2 separate regions of the Mus musculus genome follow, and region 2 is linked to region 1. Evidence: chromatin contacts called from public Hi-C data. All regions are on one chromosome and are shown on one strand. The core of a region is the stretch at or near the end of the contact, and the rest is flanking DNA. Distances in the headings are between cores, read along the strand shown. Region 1 overlaps Kif5c (kinesin family member 5C). Region 2 overlaps Lypd6b (LY6/PLAUR domain containing 6B).

The links. Hi-C and Micro-C count contacts between places; a contact is called where the count stands out from the background.
Region 2: a contact with region 1 is called in a Hi-C map of CD8 T cells, with 5 times the contacts expected there. The contact joins two enhancer-like sites. A contact is called at or near these places in 29 of 484 Hi-C or Micro-C datasets (the Ba/F3 cell line, CD4 T cells, CD4 single positive thymocytes and 19 more), 1 of 115 datasets of contacts at active chromatin or transcription factors (astrocytes) and 1 of 9 other capture datasets (adipose tissue).

What each region holds. Positions count from the first base shown.
Region 1 is chr2:49,768,522-49,771,894 of GRCm38.p6, reverse strand. Kif5c (kinesin family member 5C) reads right to left here. Exons shown (of 26, transcript NM_008449.3): 26 at 1-731. Among named protein-coding and RNA genes, the nearest start is that of Lypd6b, 17 kb to the left of the region's middle. Within about 2 kb of position 1,479, at least 55 of the 459 cell types and tissues checked have an H3K27ac peak or open chromatin away from gene starts, as enhancers often do. A contact at or near this core is called in CD8 T cells, where this site is marked.
Region 2 is chr2:49,866,658-49,870,030 of GRCm38.p6, reverse strand. The region is part of intron 2 of Lypd6b (LY6/PLAUR domain containing 6B); the gene reads right to left. Among named protein-coding and RNA genes, the nearest start is that of Lypd6b, 81 kb to the right of the region's middle. Within about 2 kb of position 1,675, at least 19 of the 459 cell types and tissues checked have an H3K27ac peak or open chromatin away from gene starts, as enhancers often do. A contact at or near this core is called in CD8 T cells, where this site is marked.

The DNA.
Region 1 (3,373 bases), core at 230-2,729:
TATAGGAATGATGTTCAAACAACTGGGCTGGCCAGGACTAGTCACTGCAGGTTCACCAGCGAGCAGCTTGGAGGTGAATTCTGTGACTCTTCGCATTTTCATAGATGTGTCTGAATGAGCAAATTCTACACTGCTATTGTCAAACTGTTTTTCTGCCTTGAAGGAATCTGCTTTGCATTTTAACAGGTGCCATACTAAAAGGTCTATTTTACAGATCCAAAGATATGACCAGGATATTTAAAATGCTCTCTGGGGTTGGTTTTGGAAAAGTGTTCAGAATGAAAATTTTGAACCCTATAGCAGCACTTTTTTTTTGTTCCCTAAAAATATAAAGTAATGTGTTTATTTTACAGGAAACCAGAAGTCGAGGCAGAGCGTGGTCACTGGTTCCACTGCACTTGATTGTCCCTCTAGGATGGCACAGCAGGGCGTTCCATTCCAAGGGGCCAGTGCACTGCAGGGGCCTCCAGAGACCACACAACCCCGGAGGCTGAGAAGTGGCGAGGTCTGAGCAGGAAGTGGGTATTGCGTAACCCCCTCCTTCCAACTTCTTAGGAGAAGGATCCAAGCACGTATCTGTGCACACAAATTCTACACAGCGCAAACACCTGAATCTGGTGTACTACAGACGGCTGGGCAAGCAAGTGTAAAAAGAAACGGAAACTGTATAGGAGGGGACAGAAAGGAACTGGTGACTACTACAGTCCTTTTCATGCTACGTGGAGTCATATCTGTTGAGAAATGAAAGAGAGAACACAGGCATTAGTGGTCAGCAGATTCACTCCTCAGACGTCTGTTTCAGTCTAGACATTTTGAGTAGAGCTGTCCAATACAAGTACAACTCGAGCCTCTTATTTTATTTCTTTCAGAATCTGCATTAAAAGGTAAAACTGAAGGGAAAACCTAATCTCAAGGATACGTTTTTGTAGTTCAGTATTAAAATACGACTTCAATATGTACGAATGCTGCTATTCTTCACAACAGTGTTGCCACTGCGGGACTGGCACATACTCCACCGTGCGTGTGCTCAGCCTGATGTCTCCTGCTCGCCCTCACTGCTTCTCAGTTGAGACTCGGCTAACATGATGGATAACAGAGCTTCCTCCATCCTGCATCTAAGTATTTTGTCCTGACCCAGTCACGGTAGTCTCTTCCAAAAGTCAGTACATTCTGCATCTGTGTGCCATCGGAATAGCACAAAGCACTTCCTGTCCCAGGGGACAATCAGACATCACTCATTAACCAGGACACACATCACCAGGCAGGTCAGGCATGGTCCTGACCCAGGCATTCTACAAAGAGAGAACTGATTTGAAAGTGTGTTCCACACCAATGGTGTCATGAAGATTTCAGTACAGCACCCGCTTCCAGTTTACTCTCAGTAGAGGTCTGTCCATCTGACCTTGGGCAGGTCCCCAGGGTGGGAGTCTTCGACCTCTCCTGACTAGAAACCAGCCCTGAGTCATCTTCCACTAACTCTTGTAAGCTTGACACTCAACATAGCAAAAGAGTCAACCCCTGGCAGCATCATGGGGCCCTGACCCATCTGTAATCTGCCCTGTGGGTTTCTGGCAGAGGTCCTGGAACCCTCGGGCTGAAGGAAGGAACCCAATGGGCAGGCACAGCCTTGTCCTAGGAAGCTAAAGGAAGTGGCACAACAGGAAATATGATGGAGCCAAAGTAAAACTCATCTGCTCCCGAGTTTGAACAAGACTCCATAACCTGACACACTGTACTTCCTGTTTGCCTCCAGCCTCTGTCCACCTGTGAGGCCTCACAGCCCTGCCACAGTACTGTCTCCAAGTTGTTTCTCTACAGCCTCCTCATTCAGAATAGTGGAAGCAGCACTACATATTTTGTGTAAATAAACACAACATAAATTATGCATGAATACAGAAAAAGGAAAGAGGAGCATGGAACAGAAGAGAAACCTGGCAGGTGAGGGGACAGTTCGTGCTTTCTAAGAACAGCCATTTCTCCTGGACCCACAGAGTAAATATGCAGGAATCTCAGTCTGTCATTTCCCATGCTTACAACCATCCTGATTAAAGGGAGTAGAAACAACCTTTGATGATAATCTTGTATTTTTAGAAGTTACAGAGAGATAAAGCAGTTTATAGGAAGGATGAGTCTCACATTTGACCTTTCTTGAGAGTTTGTCCTTCCTGCTGAGTGCAGAATGATGCAGTCATTTACAATCTACTGTGAGCTGAAAACCAAAGGAAGGCTTTTGGAGAGCAGCACCGAGATCCTACTTCACCTGAGGGTTTGTTCCTTCAAACGCACCATCCCACTGGGCAGAAGGGATTGGTCTTCCTGTGTACCTGCAGGCAGGGAGGTGCTGGCTGCAGACCTTACCTGGAGACTATGGCCTACAGCAATGACAGCAGCCAACCCATGTTGACACAGGAAGCATTCAGCACACAAATGCTGTGGCCCAGCCTCAAGAACTCCAGCAGACCATGAAGGGAGGAGATTTCCACTAGAAAGATGGTATTCAAGTCCCACACTGCACCCCCGCCCCCCAGTACAAGTTCCAGCACGTTTGGGCTGACAGCTTGAAAGAAACGGGGGCCACAATGGAAGCTTACTTTATTCACTTCAGGGGCAGTGAGAAAGGTGGACTGTGACAGGCTGCTGAATGGAAAAGCAGATCTGCTTCTGTTATGCTCCTTGCCCAGGCCTGTAGAAGAGACGCTCTCTCACCCAGCAGTAGCAAGGGACCAGGTCAAGAGACCAGGCAGTGCACTGACCCGAGGCTCAGCCAACCTGAGGCCAGCAATTCAGAGTGGGGACCTGTGGCCAGATTTAGAAGGAAATAAAATCACCTTGCTCTAGAAGGGGTGGAGAAGGCTGAAGAAAGAAGCTAATTATACACAGAAGGGTTTTGCAAGACATATTTGGACTCCAACCCTCAACTTTGGCTTTTGAAACTGCTTGCAGTAGATTTAAGCTTAATCCAAACAGTACATAGTTTTATCTTTCCCTGCGCCTTTCTACAGTTCAATCCCCATTTATAAGAATTACCAGTTGCCTTTGCTTATCGTGGCGATACAATCTGCCACGGAGGAACCGTTCCGCATTTTTGACCAGGAGAAGTGCATAACCCAGACTACTGAAGCAAGGTCTTCCTGGTGCCACCGCGTCGCCTTCTGAGTTCTGGGTGGTAGTCTCCAGGCCACCAGCAGTGCCCACCTCAGGTCCCTCTGTCCTGGTCCCTACAGACACACTACTTTCCTTTTGACCTCACAACAGCTATAAGATTAGTACTCTAAAGGTCAAGTTTGGCTAAGTTCTTGTCTGGGTTTCCTTTAATGCCTTCCATATTGTCCTGTCAGACTCCTACATAAGGACCCTTGTATCCCTTGAATCC
Region 2 (3,373 bases), core at 426-2,925, 98 kb before region 1:
AGGAGATATCTCAAGAAGCCTTGCTAGCGACAGTCCTGTGTCTGTTGTTGACTGGATGGTAGAGAATGGCTTCTGATACCTACTCTGCATGGCTCCCAAGAACACTATCTAGGAAATTCTCACTAGAAGGACGTATCAGCCACAGTACCTAGTTATGACCTCAAAATGAAACGGATGCCTACTGGGTGCACTGACTCCCTGTGTTGCATCTAAAACCAATAGGCAGTGGCAAGGGACCCAGGCAAGCTGCGAACATCAACCACACTGTGAACCGATGACCCTCATCAAGCTGACCTCACAGCCCCGACTTATTTTTACAGCCAAACCATTTTCTTTGCTGAACATAAGTCTATAGGACTCTTCAAATTTTGCTAGGTCTGACTAAAGAAAAAGCAGTCAAATATTCACAAAAATTACAAGCTGTGATCTCCCTAAGTCACCAGGGCTCCAGAACCCCATAAGAAAGCTGGAAAAAAAGGACTAAAGAGGTACTACTGTTCCTGACCCATAATTGTTCGGGGTCCATCACTACAATGGAAATGCATCATAGAAGAATAAATTTTAAATAAGTAAATAAATAAAAGCATTCGCCTACAAAAGCCTTGGGCTCTGGGCAGGCTTAATTCTAAGTCTCAGTATTGTATCTTGGCGCTTGCTAACAAAGTCTTCCACTAAGCAGCCTGCCAAGGAGCAATGAAGCAGAGCTCTAGCAATTCTTCCAACAAGCTACTGAGAATGCAGGGCTAATTTAATGGGGCAGGGCCAAGTGCAGCTAACAAACGGCGCTTCTGTAAGATGGAAATAAGTTGCCCGTGTTCTTTCAGCAGTAACTCTCCTGGCTAAGCAGCTCTGAAAGAGTTCAAAGCCTCCCTCTTGTCAATGGGCAGCTGACCACGAGTCCATTCTCCATCTGCAGCCAAGGAGAGATGGCCAGAACACGGGGCTTTGCCCAGTGTCCACTGGCATCAGCCAGGGATTGGGGTATCTGAGTTGTATCCAATCTCTTCCCTGGAGAAAGAACACACAGAACCATGCTCTACTTGCTAGAAACCCAAGGACCTCAACTAAATCCCTTTCCTTTGTCCCAAATAGAAACTAAGTCATGGCACATGGGAAGCAAGTCTTATCCACAGCAACCCTTTGAACAGGCTGCACTATGTGCTCCCTCTGTTTGATGCACACAGGGTGTCTGTCACTCATAGCCTGGAAAGCTTAATCTTTCAATACCTCAATAAATAACCTTCATCCTAGGCCTGGCTCTTCTTTAAAAAGGCAATGCATCGATCTGTTGTCTGTTCTGATTAGTCTATGTAATAGTGTGAAGAGTGCTAGGACAGGCAGCTCTGCCCACACAGACTGCATAGCTTTGGGTGTATCAGTTCCACTTTCTTGGTCCCGGTTTCCTTCTATGAAAAGCACAGAGATGTGACAGAAATGTGTGAGAGTGGCAGCTACTTCAAGGCTCTGTGGTTCTGTGTATTTTCCTGAGCTGTTTCTCTCTTTGAAGGATGCGCACGCTTTTATTACCAGATCTTTCTGTTCTCTCATTCTTACTTTCTTACAGACTTTGCCGGTCATGTGTCCTTTGCAGAGAAATCTGTGTGACTTCACATAAGAGAAACTCTTCACATAAGAGACCAACCCGAGTGAGTGTGTCAGCCTTCCATCTCTAGCAGAATATCTGAGAGAAAGCAACTTCAAAGAGAAAAAGGTTGTTTGAGGATCCGGTGCGTAGTGGCCTGGGGTGGGCCGGCTCCCCATTGCTTTTAGGCCTGTCATGAGACAGAAGATTAGTAGATAGCACACTGCAGAACCATTGATAGCCAGAAAGGGAAGAAGAGGGAGACAAAGATGGGGAAGGTAGAAAAAGGGAAGGGGAAGTGGGGGAAAGGGAAAGAGAGAAGGAACTTCATAACAAAGCTTAACTCCTCCAATCATTTAGTCCATCAATGGTGTAGCCTCTTCAAGAGGACCCTCATGATCCAAGTATATTCCAAAGGTTTGAGCTCTGGGAAGCACTGGGGGTCCAAGCCTTCTACACATGAGCTTTGGGTGGGGGTGGGGACACTTCACTTGTATACCTGGACATTAAGGCTTAGGAATTTTTATGTGCCTGGTTGTCCTAGATCCTGACTACCTTCCCATCCTATGATCAACAAATTTAAAGAAAGGGAAGCCCTGGCCAACATGCAATTTTGAGACTTGGAGTTTTTTAATTTTAAGTAACAATAATTTAAAAGGTACTCATATTACAGAAACATATCTATACAATAAAGAAAACTGACCAGGGTTATGAGCCAATATATAATAATATCAGTTAACGAGGAAGCTAGAGATCATAGTGAATTACCTCAGGGAACACTTGCTTTTGCTGTTTCGGTTTTTAAGAGAGTCCCATATATGTACCGACCACTGGCTTCAAACTCACAAGGCTGCTGCTCCCTTCCCTAAACACAGATTAATGCACCTAAAAGCAGGTTAAGGTTAACTAGCTGTTAGCTGTTATCTACTGGTCTGTATTCCAGTCTGAAAGGAACACATATTAACATCTCATACAGTACTGGTTTTCTGGTGTTTAGGAATTCATGGGGTAGAGCCAGGTACGGTGGCAGAAACCTCTTTTGAGGATCTGAAGATGGACTCTCTAATTCCAAGCTTATTATCCAGGAAATGGGCAGCCCCTTAAGCAATCAGCAGATAAAATGTCTCTCTGTATCTCCTTGCTTTGTTCTCTCACACGTCCTCTCCAGTCCTTTCATTTTCTCCTGGCCCCCTTTTCTTGGCTCTTCTCTTCTCGCTTGGTTCTGCCAGGACAGCTAAGAAGGTTATTTAGACCCATTAGTGACCCATGATAAAGTAAAATAAAATGAGAAATTGCTGCTTATCTTCAGTGAGCAGAACCATAGGATGGGACTCAAAGCATCGGAAGCATTTCATGTTAACATTAAGGGAGCTGAAACATGAAAGCCCATGAGATGAAATGAACTCAGGATGGCGAGTTCGATCAAGCACTACCTCCTTGTAGAAACACTCAAAATGCGGCTCTGTGTTCCATGCTATCCCACCAGAAGCTGATATGGGTCACTGTAAAACATTCTTCCACGAGAAGTTGCTATGGGTTAAGCAAAGTTACCCAAACCACAGCATTTGACCAATAAAAGCAGCAGCATCCCTGAGTTTAATGAGACTTGCAGAGCACAGCTCTTTCCATGGATTCTCCAGAAGGAGGGATCATTCATGTGATGAGGATTTGCAGTTCAATCGGAGTATCTCCTCTGCACCCACTTGTGTACTTAATACTCACAGCGCCCATGTGATTAACAAAAGTCCAGGAGGCCTGCCAACAGCAGGCAGAAGTGTGGCATATCTAAGC